2 separate regions of the Triticum aestivum genome follow, and region 1 is linked to region 2. A link is a contact called in public Hi-C data. All regions are on one chromosome and are shown on one strand. Each heading gives the region's core, a stretch centred on a gene start, on an enhancer-like site or on the middle of the called end of the contact. The rest is flanking DNA. Distances are from core to core; before and after follow the strand shown. Region 1 holds the start of LOC123163771 (transmembrane protein 120 homolog). Region 2 holds the start of LOC123164061 (HEAT repeat-containing protein 6).

Region 1 (4,290 bases), core at 1,744-4,243, 180 kb after region 2:
TGGGGTCCCTCACAAGCCGCTCCCCCCCTTTCCTTATTTGGAGTGCGAGGAAAGGCAGGAGAGGGTGGCGCCCCCTCCTTTTCCTTTCTCCCATGAGAGGAAAGGCGGGAGGAGCTAGCCCTCCCCCTTTTCCTTCCCTAGGGCTGGGCAAACAAGGGAGGGGGTGCACCAGTCCCCCTTGTGGGCTGGTATGTCCCCTCCTTTGGCCCATAAGGCCCATAACTTGCTAGGGGGTGCCCGGAACCCCTTCTGGTGACCCGATTCCTTCCCGGTACGTCCCGAAACACTTCTGATGTCCAAATACCATCGTCCTATATATCAATATTTACCTCTCGACCATTTCGAGACTCCTCATCATGTCTGTGATCTCATCCGGGACTCTGAACAACATTCGGTCACCAAATCACATAACTCACATAATACTATATCGTCAACGAACGTTAAGCGTGCGGGCCCTACGGGTTCGAGAACTATATAGACATGACCGAGACACCTCTCCGGGCAATAACCAATAGCGGAACCTGGATGCCCATATCGGCTCCTACATATTCTACGAAGATCTTTATCGGTCGAACTGTTATGACAACATACGTAATTCCCTTCGTCCATCGGTATGTTACTTGCCCGAGATTCGATCGTTGGTATCTTCATACCTAGTTCAATCTTGTTACCGGCAAGTCTCTTTACTCGTTCCATAATACATTACCTAGTGACTAACTCCTTAGTCATTTGCTTGCAAGCTTATGATGTGTATTATCGAGAGGGCCCAGAGATACCTCTCCAATACTCGGAGTGACAAATCCTAATCTCGATCTATGCCAACTCAACAAACACCTTCGGAGATACCTGTAGAGCATCTTTATGATCACCCAGTTATGTTGTGATGTTTGATAGCACGTAAGGTATTCCTCCGGTATCCGGGAGTTGCATAATCTCATAGTCGAAGGAATAAGTATTTGACATGAAGAAAGCAGTAGCAATAAACTGAACAATCATTACGGTAAGCTAACGGATGGGTCTTGTCCATCACATCATTCTCCTAATGATGTGATCCCGTTATCAAATGACAACACACATCTATGGTTAGGAAACCTTAACCATCTTTGATCAACAAGCTAGTCCAGTAGAGGCTCACTAGGGACACGGTATTTGTTTATGTATCCACACATGTATTTAGGTTTTCGATCAATACAATTCTAGCATGAATAATAAACCTTTATCATGAATAAGGAAACATAAAATAACAACTTTATTATTGCCTCTAGGGCATATTTCCTTCAGACCTGTTATACTCATGGGGGGATTTTGACCCCCATCACCTCTTCTTAGCGGGTAAATCCCCACGGATACCCGTCCCCACGGGTAAAACTGCCATTTTGAGTGGTGGTGCGTTTGGAAGTATCTATTTTACATTTTTCTTGCTTGCATAGTTAGTAAAAATATTTATCTATTTATTTTGGGTTGGTACAAATGTGACCATTCCGTAGAGCAGAAATATCAAGCAGATCAAGGACAAAATGAAAATGTCGAATTGGTGTTCGATGGGAGACGAAGATAGTGCATGACAACCCAAATAAGCAAAGAAAGAACCATTGCCTCACGATTTTAATTTTCATCTCTAGATCTGTCTGTGTTCACTTTAGTGATGTGCACGACTGCTGACACACGTATGGCGTGAGGATACCGATAAGGATGAAATATCGTGGCACGAGATTCTTTCCACGTCGATATCCGATGACGTGCATGGCTAATGACACAAACATGACAAACCATAAAAGGTAATCCGGCACGTAAAGACACAAGCATCATCGCACCGCATCGACAGAGCCAGGGCACGCGTGTATTTCATGCAATCAAACCGCACATCCACACTCCACGCCATCCCACGATAAACACTAGCTCCTTCAAAAGAATATCCGAAAACATACCAAACTCCTCAAAAATAAAACAAAATAAAATTAGGTGCTAACTCTTAGTCATTTGAAATTTGCATGTACGTTGGTCTCCTAAATATGAACCTTACATGTCCTTTGGTAAACCATAGAGCCTTTTCTTTCCTAGCAACCGCCGAGACCGTTTGTTGTAGGGCATTTGGTAGTATCTATTTTTACATTTTCCTTGCTTGCATAGTTTTTAAGAATATTTATCTATTTTTATTCTGGGTTGATACAAATGTGACCATCCTACATAGAAGAAATATCAAGGAGAGATCACGGACAAAATAAAATCATATCTAAATTGACGTGTGATGAGGGACGAAGATAGTGCATGACAACCCAAGTAAAGCAAAGCAAAAGACCATTTCGTCACAATTTCCATTTTTATCTCTAGATCTATTTGTGTTCAATTTAGTGATGTGCATAACTGCTCACACTCATATGATGTGAGGACACCAGTAAGGATGAAATATCGTGGCACGGGCTTCTTTCCACGTCGATATACAATGTCGTGCACGGCTAATGACACAAACACGACAAACCATAAAAGATAAACCGCCACGTAAAGACACAAGCATCATCGCACTGCATCGACAGAGCAAGGACACGAGTGTATTTCATGCGATCAAACCGCACGTCCACACTCCACACCATCCCACGAGAAACATTATCTCCTTCGAAAGAATAACAGAAAACATACCAAACCCCTAAAAAGCAAAATAAAAATAAAAACAGGTCTTAACTCTTATCCATTTGAAATTTGCATGTCCCTTCGCCCCCTAAATTTGACAGTCAGGGGAGTGATATTCTTTTCTTGAGAATAAATGTTACCGTGATCTTACCGTAGAGATACTACTAGATAGTTTAGGTATCCATCCACGTGTGCTTAGAAAGTGATTGAGATCGACTCTTGCATCTCAGGGACAACTTTTGTCGACGATAGAAAAAGGAAAAAAAGTAGAAATCTAATCGCAACACCCTCCAAATCTACTCATCTCCACTGCCCCTATATAAACTGAAAAGGAAAGGAAAGAAAGGCAAAGGGGCCTATTTAAGAAGACCTGAAATGGGCAAATCGCATCTCGTCCCCCCCGCATTAATCTAACCGGATCACAAATCAAACCAACCCACACCTCTCTCTGCCTGCCCATTTCCTCCTCTCTCCCTCTTCCTCCCCTCGCCGTGGGCTCCACCCGTCAGCCTACCGCGTAGTAGAGACTAGAGAGAGAGCGACAAGGGAGGGAGGGGGGCTAGCAGCTACAGAGAGAGAGAAGGAAAGGGCGCCGGAGGAAGGAGATGGGAGAGGAGAGGAAGGCAGGGGAGCAGGCGGCGGAGGCGGCAGCGCGCGCGGCGGAGCAGGCGCGGGAGCTGCAGGACGCCGCCGCCGCGCTGCTCTCGCGGACGTGGGCGGAGGAGGAGGCGCTGCGCCGCCGCGCCGCCGCGCTCAGGGAGGACCTCGCCCGCCTGCGCAAGGCCGCCGCCAACGCACAAACCGAAAAGGTAACCAACCTTGCTGCTCCCAGGCTGCCGCGCGGCTCCCCCTCCTCCTTCTCCAAGTGCGCGTGCGTGCGTGCGTTGCGTGCGCGTGGGCGTGTCGGCGGGTCGCCGAGGAGATCGCCGCGCGGGTGTTTGCTGCGCCTAGGACTCCCAGCGCGGCTAGCTCGGCTCCGCGCCGCTGCGCTGCGCTGCTTCCCCGCGCCGGATCACTCGCTGAGGAAGATCTACGTGCGTGCGTGGAACTGCAGTTTGGTGCGCTGTGGAAATCTCAACTTCCCGCACTGCCAAGACGTACCCGTGGACAGGGACCCTGGACCCTGTCTCTGAATCACCGCGCCATTATATGCGTTTGACGCTGCTGGTTCATTGATCGTCACAATGTGCATGCAGCATGCTTTTCTTCTGCTGATGTGACTCTGGCCTCTTTGTGTGCTTGTGGCAGGTCCACGAGGACTTGGATCGAGCGTCATGCCTCATAAGTGATGGTGACATTGCGGCGATTCTCCCTAGCAAGGCGCATGGTGATTGCTGCTCTTCTTCAGCTTGAGCTTGTTATTCATTTTTGTCATATTCATATATACCTCTCTCTTTTCTGAGGTTCTGTTCTTCTAATATTTTTCGGTCTTGGGGGTTTACAGGCACTTTTTTGAAGCTGTTATTGGGACCAGTGAATCTCCGCGCAAGGAAGGAGGTACAGCTCAAGGTGAAAGAGGAATACAATAGCTACAGGGTATGTGTCAAATTGTGTTATCATTGGTGAAAATCTAAGCCGCTATTCATACTTTGAAATGAGAGCTTAGCATGAAGATGGCTGCAAGTGTGTTTGAGCCACCAATAGATAAACAGCTTTGAAATT
Region 2 (4,498 bases), core at 225-2,724:
TCCCCAGCTCACCAGAATTCAAGTCCTGGTGCTCGCATTATTCCTAGATTTATTCAGGATTTCCGCCGACGCGCTTTCAGTGGGAGGAGACGTTCCCGTCGACGACGACGCGCCTACGGTCACTTCGTAAATCTCAAGATGATATGCCGGCTCAGTCTCTCCAAGGTGCTCATAGGGGTACGGTGTGCGTGTTTGTGTTCGTAGGGGTGAGTGTATGCACATATGCATGAGCGCTTGCATCTATACCGTGTTAAAAAAACATATTTAACATTTTTCAAATACGAGTTTAACATTTTCTGAATACATGGTCAACATTTTTCTATACACATTTTCAACAATTTTCAAATGCTTTATTAACATTTTTAAATGATTGTTTGCCATTTTTCAAATACAAGATTAGCAATTTTTCTATACACATCCTCAACATTTTTGAAATACAGGATTAACATTTTTATAACACATGTTAAACATTTTTCTATGCAAATTTAATATTTTTTAAATTCTTAATTAAGATTTTTAAATGCATTATTAATTTTTTAATACATGGTTAACATTTTTCTATACACATTTAACATTTCTCAAATTCTTGATTAACATTTTCAAGTACTTGTTCAATATTTTCTTATCAAATGCTTGATTAACAGTTTTATGTACATGACAAAAAAATTCATCATTTTTTAGTACATGATCAGCAATTTTTCTATACACATCCAACATTTTTTCCTAATGCGTGATTAATATTTTTCAAATACTTGTTCAACATTTTCTGAATAATTGTTCAACATTTTTCAAATGTTTTTTTTGTAATATATATATATTTTAAAGTATAAACAAAATACAAAAAGAATCAAAAAAGAAAACAGAAAAATGTAAAAACAGAAAAAAAGGAGGTCCATCTCAGTCACCCCTTCAGCAAGGGTTCGTCCCCTCCCTAAAGTCGAGAAATAGGGGAGCTCTCAGGCATTGGGCATCACATCAAATCCAGTTATGAATGAAGAAGGAGGAGCATTTAAAGAAAAAAGGAGGGGCATTTGGCGAATATTGTCAGATGTGCACAGGCACCATGGTGCCCATAAAAAAAACATTTTTTACAGCTCAATTTTTTTGAAACTTTTTGTAAACACGCACACACACATACGACATATGTGCAAAAATTCATAACATTTTGCTTTCCCATGTGGTCTACAAAAAAAGACAAATATGTATTTTGAAATGGGCTGGAATTTTTGTCTTTGGGCCGGAATTTTGTTTTTTTGTACAGCTTACAAATTATTATTATTTTCAAAAAATAATTCCATGGATCCGTAGTAAATACATACAAGTTTACAGACAATTATTTTCGATATTTTTGAAACTTTTAAATATGGTTTATGCTTTTTTTTTAAAAGGGCACCATGGTGCCCAAGCACACAAACTTCACACTCGGGCATTTGGGCCCTATACAACGACTTTTTTTTACTGGGTTGAAGCATTCCCGACGTCTAAGCAAAGGTCCAAAACCCCCCTCGGGGAAGCCCAAACTTCTCCGTCTCACGCTCCCGAGTTCCATCCCCGCCGACCGCCGTAGCCAGCAACCACCGGTAGTCGCCGCCGGCGGCCCATGGCCACCTCCACCTCCACCTCCGGGGGAGGCGGGGCACGGCCGTGGCGTACCGCGCTTCTCACCCTCCGCGATGAGTCAGTCGCCTCGCCCTCCCCTCCGGCCCTCCTCGCGCTCCTCCGCCGCCTCCTTCTGCCCCCCTCCTCGCCCTCCCTCGCGGCCTCCGCCGCCGCGCTCTCCCCTCACGAGGTCCTACCCTTGGCCCCGCTTGCTTACGTCCAGTTCGGTTTGGTTCTTGGTCTCACTGTCCGTGTGCTCGTTTGCAGGTGGGCTCGGATGTGGCTTTCCTCGCGGAGAAGGCAGCGGCGGCGGCCCCCTGTGCTGGCGCCGCCGACGCGCTGCGTGGCGTCTGCCACCTGGTAATGCTTCTGTGCTTCCATGCGATTGAGATCTCGCAGTGTGCGGTGGAATTCGACCAATGGTTGCTTTAGATTCGGGGCTGTAATGTTAGCCAGATAGACGACCATTCTGATCAGTGACCTGCGTTCTGCTGGGGTCGTGTTGGAGTACGTGAAGTTCCGACAAATTGTCGACATGGATTTTCAAATGCTGATTATTATGAACTGGAATTTTGCTTTAGCGTGCAGTGCTTTTTAGCTGTCGCGGGCTGTTGGAGCTATAGTTATACATTTTGCAGGACACAAATTGTGTACACCCTAGAATTCTGGTAGTATTTACTAATAAGTGTAGTCAATTTGACAAAGAAGTTGAGGCTCTTGTGTTGTACAACTTTGATTGTAATGATTTGTTTTCTCTATGTATTAATTTACTGAAAATGCACCTGTGCAGATTCGTGAGGTCATGTGCAAGACAAATACGGAGATTGACTCTTCTGGCTGGCTTGCAGTGTTAACGTTTCTTCATGAGCTTGTGAAGTGTTCAGTTGAGGGTGCATGCCTTAAGGGCCACTGTGATAGGACATCTGCACTGAATACACTATCTGATTGTTTGCAAATTCTCAGGTTAGATTAGGATTATTTGATAGAATACTTAGCAATCACCTTCCTGTACTCCCCCCCCTCTGTACCAAGTATTAACAGCCTAGTTGATTAACATTGTGGGATAATGTTTCATGGTTTGACAAGACTAAACTGTCACTGAAATAAAAGCACATGGTCCGTACTTACTTGCCTCAAGGGAAAATCTACTACAGTTTGGCCCCATATTATTCTTAATAATTATGATTTAGATATGTGTCATTCTAATCATTTCAAAGGGAGTTCTTCCTTTGTTACATGTGATGCTGCACTTCCACAAAGGCAATCTTTCATGCCTAATTTTGGGAATCGCGATGCACCACTGGTACTTTACCAAGGTTTCATGTCCTCACCAGTAAATCTATTATTGACCATTTCCCATCAGCACATTTGATTTGGTGTGAACTATCACCTGCACTTACTTTCAGCAATTTGCAACCTATATAATTTCCAGAAAACAGCAATTAAAACCAATCATTACCTCAGAATCGTCACTTGCTTTGTCGAGAACTGGTATAAGATTAGTGCTGATACTGTTGTTATCTTTCATAAATTTATCATTTGCACTGTTAAAAATGTATTCAAGAAATGAGTGTATACTGGGACAATATTGACAGTATATGTGGTAAATAACACTAAATTAAATTGTAGGCAGGCAAATTGCGAACTGTGCGTATATAATTTCCTCAAATAAAAAAACCCTAAGTTCTTAAAGACTGTCTCTAGCTGTACTGTATGATGGCATTTCCGATAGTGCATACATCAGGGAGGGAACCCCCCACCCCCCTTCTGAAACCGAGAAAGGTACTGACTTTTCCCCTCCTAAGCCTTCCCCTCAAACACTGTTGCCCAAGGCATCTCATCCTCCCCCGGATCTAGCCATGTCGAGGGAGCAATGGAGGGAGAATCGTGAGTATGGGGGAAAGGTGTGACGAAATTAATGTGAATGATGGTTGATGAATGGGACAAATTGTTGGAGATGTGCCTCTAGTGTTGCCTTTGGATGAGGTGGAGCCCTTTGGGACATACTTACGTACTTTAGTGATGAACTTCTGTAGATGCCTACATAATCAGTTGTTGCAACGCATGTACACTAGCATCATTCACAGGTATTTGAAAGTCATCAGTCATGGTCTTTACACCGCTCTTAATTGTTGCCTCCCCTTCCAGGTTTTTGAGCAAGGATCTTGGAAGATGTGGTTCATTAACTGAGAATTCACATGTACTCAGAGTTCTTATCTTGATCATATCATGCCTGCAAGCTGAACTGAACATGACAGATAAATCCAATGGTTCTGGCATTTCTTCCCACATTTCTGTATCAACGAATAATAAAAATCAAAATACCTGGGATATGGAAATCTCTGCATTTTCGATGATGGAAGATATACTATGCAAGATTGCATCGAGTATGTCGGAAGTTTTATGGCAGTCTGTTGTTGAGGTCAGTAGTTTATGCCTCCTTTATTTTACATACTGCTTCATGCTGGGTATTTCGGTGACATAGCAAGTACTGTACCAGAAATTTGGCAGGCATTGTAGCATCTGATTTTGTAACATTGCAAGCAGCTTTACTACTTCTCCCATGATTGATTACCTAGACTTAGGCTGTCAGCTGACGATGCACCAGAAATGTAACATTAACAACCAAGCACAGAGTGGTGCTCATGTTCAAACACACGCGCACACACACACACACACACACACACACACACACGCACACACAGAATGATGTGTGCTGTGGACATGCTAGGTGGCAATGTTTAATATTCTGTTTCAACTCCAATCTCCTCCTTTGCACTCTACAGGTCTTGAGAAAAGTTATGGACTCTGTGACAGCAAGGAACCTTATTATTGAGAGTAGTGTCATGTCAAGGTTAGTACTTCGGTTTTTTCATATATTGCTTTGAAATTAATGAAA

Evidence for each region. Hi-C and Micro-C count contacts between places; a contact is called where the count stands out from the background.
Region 1: a contact with region 2 is called in a Hi-C map of leaf, with 4 times the contacts expected there. The contact joins the promoter of LOC123163771 here to the promoter of LOC123164061 in region 2. A contact is called at or near these places in 2 of 5 Hi-C or Micro-C datasets (both in leaf).

What each region holds. Positions count from the first base shown.
Region 1 is chr7D:380,542,082-380,546,371 of IWGSC CS RefSeq v2.1, forward strand. LOC123163771 (transmembrane protein 120 homolog) reads left to right here and starts at 2,994. Exons shown (of 10, transcript XM_044581154.1): 1 at 2,994-3,437; 2 at 3,877-3,955; 3 at 4,073-4,164. The coding sequence starts at 3,234.
Region 2 is chr7D:380,364,459-380,368,956 of IWGSC CS RefSeq v2.1, forward strand. LOC123164061 (HEAT repeat-containing protein 6) reads left to right here and starts at 1,475. Exons shown (of 28, transcript XM_044581474.1): 1 at 1,475-1,789; 2 at 1,867-1,959; 3 at 2,390-2,562; 4 at 3,748-4,021; 5 at 4,386-4,453. The coding sequence starts at 1,601.